Regions from separate parts of the Gossypium hirsutum genome. Here region 1 is linked to region 2. The links are chromatin contacts, called in public Hi-C maps. All regions are on one chromosome and are shown on one strand. The core of a region is the stretch at or near the end of the contact, and the rest is flanking DNA. Distances in the headings are between cores, read along the strand shown. Region 1 has its middle 5.4 kb from the start of LOC121207598. Region 2 holds the start of LOC121207596.

Region 1 (3,199 bases), core at 147-2,646, 150 kb before region 2:
CAGGGAAAAAAGCTACAAACTGAATTATATGTATATGGGAAGATTCATGAGAAACAAAAACGAAAAATACAATTGAATTCCAAGTCAACAATCAATAATTTCACTTAATCTTTCCAGTGATGAATAACCTAAAAAGTCATAAAAGCACTTCATTTATCTTCCTTTTTTTTTTCAATTTCGACAGAAACCCAATAGTGCAAATGACAAAGCAAAACAAACCCAGAAATGAAAATAAAAATAAATTAAAGAAGAAAGAAGAAGAATTACCACAAGATAATCTTCCCTGACATATTTGCCAAGTGGGGGTTTGCAAAGCAGCTTTCTGGGTTGTGTTGAAAGTGAGAAAGGTCTAACCTTTGTTGTAGAGAAGAAGAGTGAGTTTTTGGAATGGGTTTTTGATGAAAAAACAATGGGTGAAAGTGAAGGAATTTGGTGAGGAAGTGTGTGGATTTGGAGGAGAGCCATTTTTTGAAAATGAAAAAAATAGAGGTTTAAGCCTTCAAGTATTTGCAGTTTGAGGGGTTTAACTAAGCAAGAAAAGTTTTGTAGATATTATAGTGGATATGTTTGGTTACATGAATATTCTTACTCGGATTCGGAATTAAGATTTTCTCACTTTGCAGCCAATAAGAAAAGGGATAGTAAAAAGTCGATTATTCCATATTATTATGTTTTAGTTTTGGTTGGAACAATGTTGAATATTTCATATATTATTCGAATTAATTTTATTTATTCGGATAATGATTTCTATTAAGGTATTCATTTATGATCTAATTCTTATTTATTTTAATATTTTACACTTTAAAAAATTAATTTAATAAAATTGAATATTTAGTTAATTATATACATAAAGGATATCTTCAAATTAATAGTCAAAATGATTTTAACTAATTAACTATTAATTTGATTGGTATTATATTAACTAAAAAATAGATTCTCAACTATAAAACATTAGTCATATGCTTATATTGACTAAAGATGAATTTGGATAGATAATGAAAAGTAATATATTTATTTTATTTTTTATCTTATGTTATAATATCATTACAATATCTAATTTAAATATTATCAATATTTTTATACTAATCACAAATAAATATTTCATTCATCCACCCTCAATTAGAATACATTTTAAATTTATCAGCCAAAATCTATTTCACCAAACCAATTTCAGCCTGACAATTTCTTTTTTGTCAGCTGGATTGAAAAATAGGTGAAAAAATAATAATATAATAATCAGGGCCTTTTTTACCCAAAAACCAGTAAAATGAAAGCGGTCATATCAGCACAGTTGATCAAAATACGACAAGCTTTTTTGCAACCTTGAACAGAGCAAAATGGGTCCAGTGACACCGATTTTGAGGCTTGGGGCCGTGGCCTATTGAGTCAAATCCTGGCAAACTGAGAAGGCGGAAAACGGGCGGCAGAGATCGATTTCCAGGTCATGGAAATCAACATACAGGCCTGACATAGAAAGGTCAAATTCGAGCAACGTTTTCCAGGCCTGTTTACCCGGATTCCCACACCACTAAACCTTTTAAAACCCCCAAAGCCTACACTATATCCATGGTAAAAAAAGAGTTGTCAAATTTTATTTTACTCAAAGTCATCTTCATCAGTGTTTTTAGAATGTTTTTTTTAGTTTAAAATCTTAAATTAGAATTATATTAAATTTAATTATATTAAATTCAAAATTTTATTTATTTATTAATATTGAGATATAGATATTTATATATAAATATTCTAAATTTAATATATTATTACAAATTATAAAAATGACAACATCATCATGTTCTCAAACTATTTCGAACTACACTTCTTTTTATATTACTCAAATGGTAAAATAATTTTTATAGCATTAGGAAAATGTTGATAATAATAATCTAAATGGTCATTACTAATTAAATTTTTTATATAATCAAACTTTTTGCAGTCCTACGATCATGTTCTTAAAACAAAGAGGCATAACAAATGAGATCATCGAGATAACTGCTTGCATGTGTACCTAGATGTAGTTAGATTTGGTCATGCATTTAGGATCGAGAGTTTTAATTTGAACCAGGAATTGATATATACATGGGTGGAATGGTGGAGAGTTGAAACACATACCTTCCACTTGCTATGTAGGGAGTGTACAATCACACTACAACATGTAGCATTCTGATTGGGGCTTCCCATAGATGGCTTCCCAGTCACCAGTGTCAGCGCAATCATTGAAACTTGCAGACAACTACTTGGCAAGATACCAGATAAAGGAGATATGGAGGGAGCCAAAGTGAATATGGTTTAGGAAAAATTTTGAAATTTTCGCATAAGAGCCTATATTTTACATTTGTTAGGTGGAGTGTTGATGCTAGGAAATTCGACAAATAGGGTACATTTGATGTACCTAGAGTTAATTCGAGACTTCCAATTGATTTCGCATTATTGTTGGAGGCTTTATCTTAACATTCTTGTATTAGGAAATGTGTTGAACAACGAATCAAAAGTCACAAAATATTGGAAGATGCCTACTTTTGCTTTGATCGTGGGCTTCGTACAGAATGCCTTTTTTGGCCCTAGTAGGTCGATTTAATTTATTCCCTTTGGTTAATAGGTAACCTATAAATTTTTTTATTTTGTATAGTAATGCTCGAATTATTTTTTGTTGTTAATAACCGTGTTAAAATATTTTCAACAAATGGGGGAAACTTGACATGGGTTCAGTTCAAGGGACGAATCTACTCATTTTTAAACAAATTGGTAGATTCTTCTATTAGATCTAGGATAATCATAGAATCTATATGTTATTATATATTATACTTATGCTTTAAGACTTTAAGACTTCAGTTTATGAAAAGTAAAATGAAATGCAAGTTAACATTTTTTTTTATTTTTTTACAGTTTCGATGGTTGTCAAACGTTGACCCCAAGATAGTCGGTATCGTCATACCCAAATTCCTATATTATTGGTGATAAGGAATGAGGCGGATGAATGTGAAAGCGGATCGTAAAGTTTGTCAAAGTCGCAGATTTGACTTAGGGCTTTAGATGTTCAAAAAGAAACTTGAATTTTGACACAACCTGAAACGCAAATAAATCCAAGTCAGATAAAAATAAAGAAAACAATTATAAATAAATAACTAAGGTGAATAAGATAGAATAATGAAATCTAATATTAGAATTAATAAAGAAGATAGATAGAAATATAGAACGTGGT
Region 2 (3,162 bases), core at 624-3,123:
CTTAAAAATAAAAATAGAGTCGCCACCGATCTTTTTCGAGGTGTGATCAGATCACCTTGAGTTTGATCATTTTAATAAAACATTTTAATTTATTAAAACGATGATTTTAATCTACGAAATTTGAGAATAAAGGTTCAGGAGTCGGTTACACACGAGGAAGGTTAGTACCCTCGTAACGCCCAAAATTGGTACCGAATTGATTAGTTAATGTTTTAACGTTGAATGTTTGAAAAGATTTTAGAATACGATCCTTTTATTTTTTTTTTAAAAAGAACACTTGAATAAATTAAATGGAATGCTAAGACCCTCTTATCTCGAAGAAATAAAATGTCACACCTAGTAAGTTAGGATACAACATTTAAACCCTCGAAAATAAGCTTGTAAACCCTCGAAAATAAGCTTGTCTTTTAATTTTCAAAAGTCATGCACTTAAATGAAAAAAATGATATTCGGTTATTTGGGTCAAATGAAAAACCGGAACTCAGTAAGTTAGAGTACAATCTTTCAAATTTTCAAATACAAAATATTGCATTTATTTTTTAGAAATCCTTACATCGAGAAAATAAAGTGTCATATCCAATAAGTTAGGACACAATATCTTGAATTCACAAGAATAAGCTTTTATTTGAAACTTATTTGTTTTGATTTAAGGAAGGGTACTCGATTACTTAGATTCGACGAGGAAAATCGGAACTTAATAAGTTAGGGCACAATTTCCTCAAAGCTCCCAAGTACCGAGTATTGCCTTGTTTAAAATTTCGAATAAAATGTAATGAATAAATGAAATATATTTTTATTAAAAAGGGATAATTCGATAACATAAGGAATAAAACACGTAGTAATAACATTTCATGAATAATCTAAAATAATAAGGAAATGCAAAGGAACAACTTAGAATACATGTAATAGCAGCACATCGTATATTATAAAAATACCACCATTTATAACCAATGGCTAATGAATAAGAAACCAATTTTAAAAGAAATTTCAAATAAATCACACAAATGAAATATGACAAGTTTTAAAATAAAATAAAATATGGGAAAAAGAGAATTTGGAAATATTACTATACAAACTATACGAAAATTTTAAAACATGTAATAGATATAAGAATTTAAAGATAAATAAAAAATAAAAGAAATAATATATTAAATAGTAATGTAGAAATAAATTTTAAAATAAATATTATAAAGTAAATAGTTTAAATGAAAGTTTGAACTGTATCAAAAATTAAAAATTAAAATAGATAATATGTGTAACACGTAAATGAAATTAAAAATAAATAATATGCATAAAAGATTAAAAGTTAATGATATACAAAGTAATATATATACATGAAAAAACTTAATATAAATAATATATATAGTAGTAATAATAATGTAGGAAGGTGTTTCAGATAGACAAGTATGCACATGAAAATAAAATAAATAAATAAAATGTGAAATCAAAATAGTTCCAAAATAATATATTAAAACAACATGTTTATTCTAAAAAAAATAAATAACTAAAACTTAATTGAGAGAAAAACAAAATCCAAGGGATAATTTATGAACAAAACAAATCATTAAAATAGAATTTTGGGCCGAAATCAAATGCGCACAAATGTTCGAGGACTAAAACCGAAAATTCCCCAAATCTCAAAATACTGCGCTAAGGGGAGGGCCAAATTGAAATAGCGTGCAGATTACAGGGACAATTTAAAAGAATTTAAAAAAAAAACATGGCTCGATTGAGCGCTAGCGTGAAAGAGGGAGACTGATTGCGCAAATTACTCATTTAAAGGTAAAATGCGTGTGGGTCCAGTCAAAACGCGTACTGACTCTTACCCCCCTCCCCCAAATGCTGTTTTTGTCTTATTACTCCAAATATTAAAACCTGTTTTAAAATACTTTTTGCTTAAAAACATTTTAACTTTGATTTTAAAAAAAACCTTTAAAGTTTTGAAATCCCCTTACTCTTCTCTCTGCTCTTCGCCGAAAGGCCTATGCCTAGGCCTTCAACCGCCCTAAAAGTCGCCTGCGACCAGCGAAGCAGGGCTCTCAGACAGTGCGAGCACGATGCGCGGTGAGTCCCTCTCCTTCTCTCCTATCCTTTAGTTTGTGTTGTGGATTTGAATGGGAAGGGAAAAAAATGAAAAAAAAAAGAAATAAAATAAAGATGTAGTAAATAATCACCTTTAAAAATATTCTTTGGTTGCTTTCTACTGATTTTTGCTTGAAATTTGTATACAATCTGTAACCGATTTCTCTGGAAAAGATAAAAGTAAAAAAAAAGTCCCTTCAAATGGATTTTCATGAGGCTTTTATAGCCTTTTTACAATTGTTTTTCTACATGTTTGTAGGTACGTGGGCGAGCACGCCTCTGACGTGCCGCGAGTAGTGTGGCCTTGGAGCCCCAAGTGGAGTGGGACGCGGAGGTCGTTGGTGGAGCGGCGGCTGTTGCAAGTATTGGGGGTTAGGGGTTTTTTTGTTGAAGGGTTTAGGTTTAAGTTTTATTTTGGGCTTTAGATTTGGATTAAAATAACTGGGCCTGTAATTTGGACTGTAAAAAAAACCTTTATTTATGTTTTTTGTTTGTGGGTCTTGGGCCCAGGCTAAAATTGGGCCCTACACAAAGAAATTAAACCATGCTCAATCCATTACTTTCTTGCAGGGAAAACTAGTCTTGTTTGTTCACAAATTTGTGAAACTGCACAGGATATACATGAAAAAGTTATGTCAAATGTTGAGGACTTTTTACAAACACATGGTGAGCAATCTAACCTTCAAATCTCTGGGCATTTTCTTGGTGGAAGCATTGTTGGACTTTGGGCTGATAACTAGAATTGTTGGCTGATCATAATATGGTGCAGCTGGTTGTGAATGTTGGACTCGTCATTTCGGCTATGTTGAGGCCGAAAGTTACTTGATCAATTCATGTTGGATGAGATTGGCAATACAGCGGGTTATACAGTAATTTACATATATACTAATTTTTAATGTGGAATGGATTTATCTCTTTATCTTTTTAATTCATTGGATAATATTTTTTAAGTGATGTAAAATAATATTATTTAAATGATCAAATATAATTAAAATGTATTAATTATTGATAATTAAAATATTAAAAAAACTTGAATCATACGTGATGGTTTGATGGTCAAAGATATTCATCATTCCAAGT

Evidence for each region. A called contact is a pair of places that touch in the nucleus more often than the background predicts.
Region 1: a Hi-C map of leaf shows a contact between it and region 2, with 1.5 times the contacts expected there. The contact joins the enhancer-like site here to the promoter of LOC121207596 in region 2. A contact is called at or near these places in 3 of 34 Hi-C or Micro-C datasets (all in leaf).

What each region holds. Positions count from the first base shown.
Region 1 is chrA10:106,112,293-106,115,491 of Gossypium_hirsutum_v2.1, reverse strand. It overlaps the pseudogene LOC121207599. Among protein-coding and RNA genes, the nearest start is that of LOC121207598, 5.4 kb to the right of the region's middle. Within about 2 kb of position 1,396, at least 7 of the 9 cell types and tissues checked have an H3K27ac peak or open chromatin away from gene starts, as enhancers often do. A contact at or near this core is called in leaf, where this site is marked.
Region 2 is chrA10:105,958,105-105,961,266 of Gossypium_hirsutum_v2.1, reverse strand. LOC121207596 reads left to right here and starts at 1,873. Exons shown (of 4, transcript XM_041077934.1): 1 at 1,873-2,064; 2 at 2,342-2,453; 3 at 2,653-2,748; 4 at 2,852-3,010. The coding sequence starts at 1,985. The coding sequence ends at 2,908.